3 separate regions of the Sus scrofa genome follow, and regions 1 and 2 are each linked to region 3. Evidence: chromatin contacts called from public Hi-C and HiChIP or PLAC-seq data. All regions are on one chromosome and are shown on one strand. The core of a region is the stretch at or near the end of the contact, and the rest is flanking DNA. Distances in the headings are between cores, read along the strand shown.

Evidence for each region. Hi-C and Micro-C count contacts between places; a contact is called where the count stands out from the background. HiChIP or PLAC-seq counts read pairs in DNA pulled down with a chosen protein or histone mark.
Region 1: a contact with region 3 is called in an H3K27ac HiChIP or PLAC-seq map of alveolar macrophages. The contact joins two enhancer-like sites. A contact is called at or near these places in 18 of 47 Hi-C or Micro-C datasets (alveolar macrophages, brain, embryonic fibroblasts and 11 more) and 2 of 2 datasets of contacts at active chromatin or transcription factors (alveolar macrophages and skeletal muscle).
Region 2: a Hi-C map of skeletal muscle shows a contact between it and region 3, with 8 times the contacts expected there. The contact joins two enhancer-like sites. A contact is called at or near these places in 3 of 47 Hi-C or Micro-C datasets (epiblast stem cells and skeletal muscle) and 1 of 2 datasets of contacts at active chromatin or transcription factors (skeletal muscle).

What each region holds. Positions count from the first base shown.
Region 1 is chr10:48,095,438-48,099,637 of Sscrofa11.1, forward strand. The region is part of intron 4 of PRPF18 (PRP18 pre-mRNA processing factor 18 homolog (S. cerevisiae)); the gene reads right to left. Among named protein-coding and RNA genes, the nearest start is that of PRPF18, 25 kb to the right of the region's middle. Within about 2 kb of position 1,969, at least 1 of the 83 cell types and tissues checked has an H3K27ac peak or open chromatin away from gene starts, as enhancers often do. A contact at or near this core is called in alveolar macrophages, where this site is marked.
Region 2 is chr10:48,062,731-48,067,169 of Sscrofa11.1, forward strand. PRPF18 (PRP18 pre-mRNA processing factor 18 homolog (S. cerevisiae)) reads right to left here. Exons shown (of 10, transcript NM_001244859.1): 10 at 3,162-3,587. The coding sequence ends at 3,507. Among named protein-coding and RNA genes, the nearest start is that of PRPF18, 57 kb to the right of the region's middle. Within about 2 kb of position 1,746, at least 24 of the 83 cell types and tissues checked have an H3K27ac peak or open chromatin away from gene starts, as enhancers often do. A contact at or near this core is called in skeletal muscle, where this site is marked.
Region 3 is chr10:47,913,055-47,917,488 of Sscrofa11.1, forward strand. The region is part of intron 6 of FRMD4A (FERM domain-containing protein 4A); the gene reads left to right. Among named protein-coding and RNA genes, the nearest start is that of PRPF18, 210 kb to the right of the region's middle. Within about 2 kb of position 2,342, at least 8 of the 83 cell types and tissues checked have an H3K27ac peak or open chromatin away from gene starts, as enhancers often do. A contact at or near this core is called in alveolar macrophages and skeletal muscle, where this site is marked.

The DNA.
Region 1 (4,200 bases), core at 719-3,218, 180 kb after region 3:
TGAGGTTATCAGCAGATTTTTCAGCAGAAACTCTGCAGGCCAGAAGGGAGTGGCATGATATACTTATCGTGATGAAAGGAAAAAACCTCCAACCAAGAATACTCTACCCAGCAAGGCTCTCATTCAGATTTGAAGGAGAAATCAAAACTTCCTCAGATAAGCAAAAGCTGAGAGAATTCAGCAACACTAAACCAGCCTTACAACAAATACTAAAGGAACTTCTCTAGGCAGGAAAGAAAAGATCAGCAACAGGAAACAAAAATTCCACAAATGACAAGGCTCACCAGTAAAGGCATATATACAGTAAAGATATGAAATCATCCATGCACAATTATACCACCAAAATCAGAAATCATGAGAAGAGGTGGGTACAAATGCAGTACACCAGAGATGAACTTGCAATTAAGAGAACAACAACTTAAAACAATCTCATATACATATAGACTCTTACATCAAAACTTCAGAATAACTGCAAACCAAAAATCTACAATTGATACACAAACAAGGAATCTCTGGAGAAGAAATATATCTCATAGTAAATAAGTGCATAATCCACCATGAAGGGGGTCATGTGACATCATTCTCGGAATGCTGAAGTCTTCTTAGATCTGATTCTGATTTCCTCTCCATCGAAGAATTTATGATAATTATAATTAAATAATGCCACTGTACAATTAAATAATACAGTTCCACAACTGTATTATTAATAACCATTTCTCTCCATGGTACAATGTAAAGTCCATAATGTCTTGTTTATCATATCACCTAGAATGGTGTAATGCCTTTATTGAAGAAACAATGAGATGGAACAAATTGTGAGGACATATTTATATAATTACATTGTTTTTTAACCAACTTATGCATTTTATATTTTACTTATTTTCAGGGGGTGTATTATTTTTGTTATGCTTACCAGTTAAGTTATTCTTTTTACTATGTTATATAAAATATTTAATGGTACATAAGGCTTTCTTCTTTATAAACTTTAGTTGCATAATATAACAATTTAATATAATGCTAATTTTTAAAGAAAAACTGAAATGTAATAGATAAAACTAAGTAGTAAAGACAAAAGCCATAAAATTGGGATAAAGTATAGAATAAATTTCCTATTTGTCTCAGCATATTTTCCATTCCACTTCTCCAGTGGGAGTCACTTAATCTGTTTCTTAAGATCCATGTTATAATAATCTGTGTGAATGTAATTGTGTGTAAATGTATGTATTTTATTCTGTAAAAAAAAAATAAAAATAAATTAAGGCACCCTAAACTTAAAAGCTTTTGCACAGCAAGGAGACCATCAACAAAACAAGAAGTCAATCTAAGAAATAGGAGAAAATATTTACAAATGATCTGACTGACAAGGGGTTAATAGCCAAAATATCCAAACAGCTCAAACAACTACGTACCAATCCAAAATGGTCAGAAGAACCTGAATAGATGCTTCTCCAAAGTAGACATACAAATGGCTAATAGGCCATAGGCACATGAAAAGATGCTCAACACTGCTAATTATTAGAGCAATAAAAATCAAAGCCACAGGAGTTCCCGTCATGGTGCAGTGGTTAACGAATCCGACTAGGAACCATGAGGTTGCGGGTTCAGTCCCTGCCCTTGCTCAGTGGGTTAACGATCCGGCGTTGCCATGAGCTGTGGTGTAGGTTGCAGACGCGGCTCGGATCCAGCATTGCTGTGGCTCTGGCCTAAGCCGGTGGCTACAGCTCCGATTCAACTCCTAGCCTGGGAACCTCCATATGCCGAGGGAGCGGCCCAAGAAATAGCAAAAAAAAAAAAAAAAAAAAAAAAAAAAAGACAAAAAAATCAAAGCCACAATGAGGTATCCCTTCACACCTGTCAGAATGGCTATCGACAAAGTCTACCAACGGTAAACATTGAAGAGGCTGTGGAGAAAAGGGAACCTTCATTCACTGTTGGTGGTACGTAAACTGGTGCAGACATTGTGGAAATGTATGGTGGTTCCTTAAAAAACTAAAAACAGAACTACCATATGATTCAGCAATTCCACTCCTGGGTATGCATCTGGAAAAAATGAAAACAACTCATTTGAAAAGATACATGCATCCCAGTGTTCATAACAGCACTATTTACAATAGCTAAGACATGGAAGCAACCTGAGTGCCTAAAAGACGAATGGATTAAGATGATGTGGTGTGTCCATATGTGCGCGCACGTGCACCCACACACACAGAGGTACTAGCCATAAAAAAAAAAGAGCAAAATTCTGTCATTTTCAACAACATGGATGGACCTGGAGAGCATTATGCTTAGTAAAATAAGTCAGAGAAAGACAAACACTGTATGATATCACTTATTTGTGGCATCTGAAAAATAATACGGATGAATGTATATGCAAAACGGAAACAGACTCACAGATATAGAAAACAAACTTGTTTTCAAAGGGGAAAGGAAAGAGGAAATGGACAAATTAGGGGTATGGGATTAAAAGATGCAAACTACTATATTTAAAATAGATAAGCAACCAAGATATACTAGATAGTACAGAGAATTATACTCATTATCTTTTAACAACCTATAATGGAGTATAATCTGCATAGTGAATCACTGCTCCATACCTGAATTTAACACAATACTGTAATTTTTTAAATCAGTTATCAACTATAATTCAATTTTTTAAATAAGTTAAAGACAAAGAGAGAATCTTAAAAGCACAGGAAGAGAAAACGACTCGTTCATACAAGGGATTCCCCCCCACACCATGAGACAATCAGCAGATTTTTTTTTTTTTTTTTTTGCTTTTTAGGGAGCATATGGAGGTTCCCAGGCTAGGAGTCAAATCGGAGCTACAGCTGCTGGCCTACACCACAGCCACAGCACTGCAGGATCGAAGCCACGTCTTCGACCTACACCACAGCTCACAGCAATGCTGGATCCTTAACCCACTGAGTGAGGCCAAGGATCGAACCCACAACCTCATGGTTACGAGCTGGATTCATTTCTGCTGTGCCACAATGGGAACTCCTATCAGCACATTTTTAAGCAGAACCTTTGTAGGACAGACGAGAGTGGCATGATATATTCTAAATGCTACAAGAAAAAACTTCCAAGAACACTCTACCCAGCAAAGTTATCATTCAGAATTGAAGGAGACGTAAGAGTTTCCAGAAAAAGTTAGAGGAGTTCATCTCCACTAAACAAGCTTACAAGAAATGTTAAAGGAACTTCTTTAAACTGAAAAGAAAGGGTACTAATTAAGAACAAGAAAACATACGAATGTACAAATCTCACTGGTAAAGGTGGCAATTTAATCACTTATAAAGCTAGTATGAAGATTAAGAGAAAAACAGTAAAAATAACGATAATAGCTCAGGGCTACACAAGACAAAAAAAAAAGATGTAAATTGTAGTATTAGAAACATAAAACGTGGAGGGAAGAGAGTGAACATGCAGAGCTTCAGACTATGTTCAAATTTTAGTTATCAGAGTTCCCACTGTGACACAGCAGAAACGATTCTGACTAGGAACCATGAGGTTTCGGGTTCCAGCTCTGGCCTCGCTCAGTGGGTTAAGGATCCAACGTTGCCGTGAGCTGTGGTGTAGGTCGCAGACGTGGCTCAGATCCCGCGTTGCTGTGTCAGAGGCCAGTAGCAACAGCTCCGACTAGACCCCTAGCCTAGGAAGCTCCATGTGCCACAGGTGGAGCCCTAAAAAGACCAAAAAAAAAAAAAACCCGACCAAATTTTAGTTATCAACTTTCAGACTGCTCCACTTATTAAATAAGTCACAGGGATATAATGCACAGCATGGTGTCTGAAGTTGGTAACAGTGTATTATGTACCTGAAAGTTACTCAGAGTAGATCTTTAAAAAGCCCTCATCACAAGGAAAAAAAATTTGTATCCATGCATAATGATGAATATTAACTAGAATTATTGTGGTTATCATTTTGCCACATATACAAATATCAAATCATTATGCTACACCTAAAACTCATGTTATAGTCAATTATACCTCAATTTTTAAAAGGATAAATAAGGAACTCTAGTATTTGCGACACACTGAATAAGATTAGAATACAGCAAGTTGTAATATTAAAAGCTAGAAAATTTTTCAAGTAATGAAAGATGAATATTAGAAAAATTAAATCAGGTAACAAAAATTGCACAGTTTACATTAGCATTTGAGACTATCTTTTGATAAGGAAAGTGACTCAAGTTGTCAA
Region 2 (4,439 bases), core at 496-2,995, 150 kb after region 3:
GGACTGTATGTGGCTTGTCCCGTTTCCTCTATGGACAAGTCTCCTCATTTGAAGCCTAAGAATTGTTGCTTCAAAGGTATTTAACATCTGAAGTACTCAAAGTTTTACCATCTGCTAAATTTTGCATTAACCTTGAGAGCTAAGTGTTCTCTACCTCTGTATTAAAAAAAAAATAAAATAAAAAAGCAGAGTCATTTTGCCCTGAATTCACTTCCTTCTGCAACTCTGCTGATAATTATTTATAATCCATGGTTTTCAAACTGCTGGTCACAACATATATTAATGGGTTGTCATCCACTTTTTGAAGTCAAAACCAGCCAGCTTATTTCTTATAGAAATACAACAAAAAACCTAAGAATGTACCGCACATGGTATCGTCAGCGCTTCTGCTGGGTACTCATAAATGCACATAATGCTGGGTCTCCACACCCGTTACTGCTGTGAGTTGTAGTCAAAAGGCTCCGAAGCTACAACTTTAAATCTCCTCCTTCCCAGGATGACAGAAGCTCGAAGCCAGGTTCAAGCAACAACACTGACCGGTTCACGATCTAAGTCTCAAAGCAAGAGCAGTTTGGGAGCAACGACAACTTGGTTTTGTCAATTCATAGAATCTGGGAGCTCAGAGGGCAAGGAGAGCAGACTGTGCAAATGACTCTCGACTGCCTTGGCAGGAAGCTCGGTGACTGGATCCATGATCACCAACGACACTCAAAATGAAGCTCGAAACGTCTAAGCTGCCCTCTGTGGTCAAAGTGCATGTTCATCTGAAATGCTGTGAGAAGGCTGACAATTATTTCAAAGCTGGTGCTTGGGGACAGAGATGAGAGACTAAGCAAAAGGAAGTGACCTAGTTAAGTAGAGTAACTATTACCAACAACACACAGATGAGTCAGAGCAAGCTGTATAAAGTGCCCAAAAGTTTACGATGTGGAAAAATCAATAATCAATGCTTTCAAAAATAAATAGTTTTGAAAACAAAATAAACTGTTTTGGTAAATGTAAAGAACTTTTTAATGAGGACAGTTCCAAAGTCTTAAATGGGGTCGGCTCACACCATAGCAGCCGCTAACCACACGGCATTCCCTCCAATTAGTCCACGCTACCAGAACTGATTTTTAAATTTCGGAAGATTTTAAGGTTACTGTTAACCATTCCAGTACTAGTGTAAGTTATAATGCAGCCCATTGAAAGGCAGAGTCTGTGATGAGAACCAGTTGCCATAACAGTGTTCTCACAGTGACCCTCTCGGGACTGGAGCTGGCTCCTCACACTCTCAACAGCTGGAAACTCTTACATAAACCTGCCGTGAGAAAGTGCTTTTGTTTCAAGACTCCCAACACGATTCCACCCCACAACTTCTATGGGATCAAGTTATTCTTCCAGGGGCTCCATGGGTGTCTCCTGGTGGAGGATGGGGGAGGAAGGAGACACGATCCGCCAAGTTACGCGCTTGGAGATATTCAGTCAAAGGCAACAGCCCCATCTCAACTTCCCCTTTCACAATCAGCCCCACTTAGTTCTACCGTCCCTCCATGTCCAGAGGCATTAAAGGGGGTTATCGTGGGCTGAAAAGGAGCCAGTAATGGGAATCCCCCTGATTCGAACTGACCAAACACTTAACTTTCTTTCAAATAAAAAGACAACTATATCCGTCAAATCCCAGGACAATCTAAAGTGCTGGCTGGGTCAGGAGATGATCAGAAGGAAGAACTTGCCATTACGAAGTCACACTGCTCTGGGCCCTATCTTCTATTCCTCCAAATTCTTCCTGACAGCCCACAGACATGGTGCATGCCAAAGGCTGCTATTAATGACAGCAGCCTGCCTCGTTCTGGTCTCTCGAGAGACCTCCCCCTTCTTCCTACAAGATCCGGACCGTCCTCTCTCTTCCTGCTATGTGCCAATCACCTTTGGCCTCAGCTTTATTTTCCTAGTTTTCCCCAGAGGCTGAAATCACAGCCGTGACTTCCAGACTGCCATAGCCCTGTGCTGCAATGCTGACAAATACTGGTCAGTCTTTGCAGTTGGCAGGAACACTAAGAAATGCAGTGTTGACTTCCAAGGGAAAACCAATGTTTCACTGAATCTGAATCCAGAAAGACACAGCTTGGAAGGTGTCTGGGGAGGAAGAAAAGGAAGAATATTCTTATTTCAGGACTATGACTGATGTTAAAAGATGGGCCGTTATTACTTTAGAAATATCTAAAAACCAGACATCTGCAAAACTAAAATTTTCACGATTTGGGAACTATGAGAGTTCCTTTTTTAAGTATGTCCCCATGATAGATGCAGTTACCTGTACAGCTTTAACTTCAGGGAAACTTTTCTACATGAGATATACTTCTTTCAACCTGCCTCCCTCTACCTGAGCCCAAAATGATTAAACATTCACAGCACCACTGAATGTTACAAGCTTTTTTCCCCCAAACCATATATCCATACTTGTCAGTTTTAGAAGGTACTAGTGTCACATGATGCAGTTTCTTCTTTGTGTGTAATAATAACTAAGAGCAAATGGGAAGATAACATGAAATTAGCTGACCACCATGCTGTGGCCTGACTGTGGATAGAAAAAAAGGGATGTGGGGAGCATTCACTTGCCAGTATGTATAAACAAGTTCTATACAAGATTGTGTAATACAGGTCTACACTGTTGTCGTATCTTAAGAAAGCTCCCTTCCAACTAATTTAATAACAAGAAACAGTTTCTAAAGTGGGGTGGGGAGGCACACAACCCTGATTCAGTTCCGGGGCGGGGGGGGGGAGGACCCTCAGCCATCATTGCACAAATAAGCAGCCGACATGATCAGACAGGCACAGCCACAGACCCACAGGTGGCCAAAACTGGCTTCCAAGCCTTCCCAGGAGAGGCCAGGGTAAGTAAATCTATACCCCCCAATCAGCTGACTCCGGTTCCCACATCCTCTACCCTTGAGGGCTCAGAACCAGCTCAAAGTGGGAGCAGCTACCTTGCTTAACACTCAACAGTAGTAACACTTACACTCAAATCTACTACAAGATGGCAAAACTTCAGCAACATTTAAGGACTATTAAGGGTCATTAAATGGTTCTGTATTTTTGTTGAAAAATATAAAAATATTTTTTCTATAAATACTACATAAAAGTCAGTGTGAAAATTATATTTTACAAAGACAATTAAGTCCATCCTCAAAAGTTCCTTTTTAATCTTCTAACTTTCAGATCTGGAAGGGAAAAGTCATTTTAAAACACCTCCTGGGACTGCTGTCTACACATTCAAATTATGAAGAAAAAGTCTTTAGAACTTAAATTTTCAACTATTTAAAATAAAAGCAAGACACAAAAATCACTCTGCAGTCAGATATGACATGGGAGCCAATACAGTTCTTAAAACCAAGTTGCATTAGGCAGAACTCAGAGACCAGAAACTCCTTTTGTCTTCTTTCCTCATTCCCGCTGGTAACTCCGGAAGTCCATGCCACGCTTCCTTAAGTTTCTTGTTGATATTTACACATCACATACAGGTCTCATAGTGCATTGTATTCCACACATTTTGACGGATCTGTAGGAAAGTGCTTCTGGCAAATGGTCATCAACCTCTTTAATCCCTAAAAAAATAAGGAAAACAAGTTGCTTATAATCTGGTTAAACAAATCTTAATTGCCCTCCTCTGTACTCACTCCAGTTTACCAATGTCCCCACTAAAATGGAGCAGGCCATCCCCTGCAGTACCACTCAGACGCTTACTGAGAGAAATGTTTATCCATGTGCACCCAGAGAAAGGCACAAGATGGTCACAGCAGTGCTCTTCACAAACATAACATCCAAAGCACCAGAAACAGTCCCAACATCCATCATAGGGAGAATATGTGAATAAAGTTTTCGTATGCTCACAAATGGAACATATCACATCAGTGAACACGAACTACCTAGAGCTACAGGTAACAATTTAGCCTTTCTCCACCAGTTTCAATAGATAATCAAGCCCTGCTGTCCAGCCTAAAGCATCCAGTCCCTGCAGTGAGACAGTTCCTCTCCTATGCAGCCTAAAAGGGTGCTATGTGCACACCATCCGTGGGAAAAGTGAGAAAATGGGCACTCAAATCACCTTCTGTGTTCTATGACCCAGATGAGGAACTCCGGTTTAGAACAATACACACCAATCTTAGAACAAAAGGCCATACAGTATTATACTTTTTTTTTTTTTTGTATAGTGTGAGGAAGAAAGAATGTATACATGTATGTGTAACTGGGTCGCCATACTGTACAGCAGAAAAAAAAAAAGGAAAAAACTCAAAAAAAAATTTGTATTTTACACATTTAATTTTTTTAGGTTTTTTGTTTTTTTTGTGTGTGTTTTATCTTTTTAGTGCCACACCCTCAGCATATGGAGGTTCCCAAGCTAGGGGTCAAATCGGAGCTACAGCTTCCGGCCTCCACCACAGCTACAGGAACGTAGG
Region 3 (4,434 bases), core at 1,092-3,591:
TCCTTTGGTTGTGATGCCTTTTTTAGACAACCAGTTATTTTATCTAAAGGTAGTCATTGCCTTGCTGTTACTTGTTTCAGGGTCTCTGCACCCATCAGTATTTTTCCAAAAGGTACAGATTCCCAAAAGTCCACCAGGGTTAATTTGCATATGCATCAGATAATCCAACTGTTCCTCTCTGTGGCTTGGTTTTTCTCATTTCTGCCTTCGTTGTTTTCCCCGGGACCTCCCTTTTGGAGCCCTCCGTCCTGCTCCAGGCTGCACGTGGCCTCGTTCATGGCCCTCAGGCCCAGGATGCTCCTTCCGTCCCATCCTCACCCCCGCTCTGGGCAGGGTGCTCTGCTTCTTCCTGGACCTCCTGTCTTCCTCCTGAGTTTTGGGGGGGGGTTTTGTTTGTTCGTTTTGCTTTTTTAGGGCCACACCTGCAGCATGTGGAGGTTCCCTGGCTAGGGGTTGAATCGGAGCTACAGCTGCTGGCCTACGCCACAGCCACAGCCAACACCAGATCTGAGCTGCGTCTGCAACCTACACCACAGCTCACGGCAACACCGGATCCTTAACCCACTGAGCGAGGCCAGGGATCAAACCTCCAACCTCATGGTTCCTAGTGGGATTCGTTTCTGCTGCGCCATGACGGGAACTCTGTCTTCTTGTGTTTTGCTTTATGCCATTGTTTCCCTGGAGAACATCCTGCCGTAATCCAGAGAAGGTGGACAGGGGCCATAAAATGTTGGGGTCTTTGCGCATCTGAAAGAGTCTTTGTTCCACCTTCGTCTTTGAGTAATAGTTTGACTGGAAGTGGAGATAAGGGAATGTTTTCTCTCAGAATATCAGAGGGGTTGCCTCGGAGCCTTGGAGAGCTGCTCTGGGGGCGTCTGCTGTGCTCACACTCTATTTGGACTCACGCTCACCTCCACCACCGGCAACAGGATCTTTCAGGATTTCCTCTTTATTCCTCTTCATCTGAAACTTCAGGGTGTGTGCCCAGAAGTGGGTCTTTATAAACCCACTATGTTGGGTATCCCATGGGTGCTTTAGCCTGGAATCGGATTCTGCTTTAGTTCTGGGAGGTGTTTTGTATTCTTTCCTTCTTTTTTCTTTTTTCTGTTTTTTTGGCCAACCCCGACATTTGGAGTTCCCACACCAGGGACCAAACCTAAGCCACAGCTGCAACGTAAGCCGTAGCTGCAGCAATGCTGGATCCATAACCCACTGTGCCGGGCTGGGGATTGAACCTGCGTCCCAGCACTCCCAAGACGCCGCCAATCCCACCGCGCCACAGTGGGAACTCCTCGCATTCCTTCTTTGATGATGTCTGTTGCCTCTGTGCTCTCCTTCTGGAGCTCCCGTTAATCCAGTACCCGACTTGGCCTCCTGCTTCAATACCTGGTTTCTCTTATTTTCCATCTTTGTCGTTTTGTTTTACTTTATGGGCGATTTCCTCAATGTTACCTTTAATCTCCTCTCTTGACTTTCCAACCTTTGCCATCATGTTTTGAATATCCAAGACTTCCTTCACATTATCTGATTTTTCTTTGTATACTTACAATCCTATTACTGTTTTTGAACCTAATAGGCTCATCCCTCCAATCCTAGTAATTATCCTGCCTGTTCTGTGTGCTTGCTGTTTCTTCCGATTTCTTTATTTCTTTCCTGTTTCTTGATTTTGGTCTCCGTGTTGCCTGTAGGAAGCGTTCCAGCCACATTTAAGAGGGGCCTCACTCCAAAGCTGCGAGTGCCCAGGTGGAGTCGGTCAAACCCCTGGGACCATCCCTGTGGAGTGTCCCGGAGGAGAGCTGGTTCTTTCAGTGGGAACCCCAGGCATCAGTGCTTGGTGTTTTTTTCTCGTGGTGATGCATTGTCTCCAGAGGATGTCATGTCTTACTTCCCTCGAGGATGTCCCCTCCCACTTCCAGGGTCTGGGGGAGGGGGTGGCCTCCATTGCGATGTAACCCGCTTTGCGTCCCTGAGATCTCAGTTCACCTCATTCCAGCTTCCTGTGCATCTTCTCCAGAGAGCAAACCTCTGTTCTCTTCAACAGCACAAAAGTAGAGAAGGGTGTTTTGTTTCGTTTGTGTCTTTGTTTTGTCATTTTTCCCCCAACCACGCGTGCCAGCCCCCACCCCCTACTCTTCCTTCACCAGGAAACAGAAAGCCTAACTCAGTGAATTTCCCGCTCACTTCTCCTTGCTTTACGGTCCCTGACTTTATACCGAAAGAGCAGGAAATTACAGTCAGAATCTGTCCAAGTTGCAGAAAGTTAGAATCTGATCAGGAGGGAGCAGAAGGAAGTACTGGACTGGGTCACAGACACCCCACGTGGCCACTTGTTCCAGCAGCATCTCTGTTGTGTTTTGACTCACGAAGGGGACCAGTCGAGGAGGGAAAGGAAACTTATGACCAAGGGTGGCTGAAACTCATTTAGAGATGTGTGTCTGGATCTGAGGGACCCCAGGGGAAGTCAGCCTGGGGTGATGTGTGTTTCCTGGAAGCAGAGCTTTCCTGCCAAGCTCTCCATCTGGTCGCCTCTCTCTTTGGATATAGCTTCCAGTGTCCACTGGAGAGGCCCATCGGTCAGCCGCGAGGGGGGCAGTGGACTTGTCAGACTAGAGGGAATGGTGGGTGGATGTGATTCTAAACTCAGCTCTCCCCCCACCTTCAGGGTTGACTCCTGCCTGCTTGGAGTTCTCCACTGACAAAGCGAGATTTCTGTTAGACATTTTCAAAATTGTTGATAAACTTTCAAATGCTTTGCAAACAGCAAAGGCTAAGCCATAAAATACCAGGGCTTTTTTTTTTTTTTTCTTCTTTCTTTGCATTAAAAAAGTTTTTATTGGTATTCCCACTGTAGCCTAATGGAATCAGCAGCATCTTGGGAGCACCGGGACACAGGTTTGATCCCCAGCCCAGCGCAGTGGGTTGAGGATCCAGCATTGCCACAGCAACAGCTTAGGTCTAAACTGCGACTCTGATCTGATCCCTGGCCCAGGAACTCCATGTGCCTTGGGGTAGCCAACAAAAGAAAAAAAAAATATTATGGAAGTTATAGGCATTCAATATAGTGATTCACAACTTTTAAAAATTATACTGCATTTATAGTTACTGTAAACTATTGGCTATATTCCCATGTGTATGCTATATCATTGTAGCTTATTTTTTTTAAGAGTAAAAACCCTGGGAGTTCCCACTGTGGCTCAGTGGGTTAAGAATCCAACTGCAGCGGCTTGGGTTGCTGTGCAGGTGCAAGTATGAACCCTGGCCCAGCACAGTGAGTTAAAAGATCTGGAATTGCCGCAGCTACAGCGTAGGTCAGAGCTGTGGCTCGGGTTCAATCCCTGGCCCAAAAACTTCCATGTGCCAAGGGTGTGGCTGGAAGAAAAAAAAAAAAGCGTAAAAACTCTTCATTTTGTTGGCGTTCCATTGTGGTTCAGTGGTTAATGAATCTGACTAGTAACCATGAGGTTGCTGGTTCAATCCCTGGCCTTGCTCAGTGGGTTAAGGATCCGGCGTTGCCGTGAGCTGTGGTGTAGGTTGCAGATGCGGCTCGGATCCTGAGTTGCTGTGGTTCTGGCGTAGACTGGCGGCTACAGCTCCGATTGGACCCCTAGCCTGGGAGCCTCCTTATGCCATGGGAGCGGCCCAAGAAATGGCAAAAAAAAAAACAAACAAAAACCTCTATTTTATTTACTAATTTTTTATAATTATTACTATTGTCTCTTTTTGGCTTTTTAGGGCTACACCCGCGACATATGGAGGTTCCCGGGCTAGGAGTCAAATTGGAACTGTAGCTTCCAGCCTACACCACAGCTCACAGCAACACCAGATCCTTATCCCACTGAGCGAGGCCAGGGATCGAACCCACACCCTTGTGGTTCCTAGTCGGATTCGTTTCCCCTGTACCACGATGGGAATTCCTATTAATTTATTTTTACTTGAAATATAGTTGATTTACAGTGTTGGGTCAGTGTCTGCTGTGCAGCAAAGTGATTCAGTTGTACATCCATATATATTCTTTTTTATGTTCTTTTCCGAAATGTGCGTGTTTTTCAATTTTTAAAATGAAGGAGTCCATGAGATTAGAGGGCTGAAGGTTGTCAGGGACATAAAGAACTCTGAACTCCAGCTTCCAGGGCTCCTCAGGCCTCAGAGGAGTGATTTGATACTTAACATGGCCTGAGGTGGCTGAAGTGAGGGACCGGCCAGAATAACTGGCTGCGCTGTTAGGAATCTCATGTTTGAACGGAAGCGGTCGACGTCCGCTCTTTCAATACGTCCATCACATTTCAGCGGTTGATCTCAACACTTCATCTGTCTGACCACAAAAACCAGAGAAGCAGGACCCATGTCCCTGTCTCAGGGTGGGCAGAGATGTGTCTCCTTAGGTTGGAGGGAGCATCGGCCTGAGCATTTGTCCCTAAGTTACACATGAAGTAA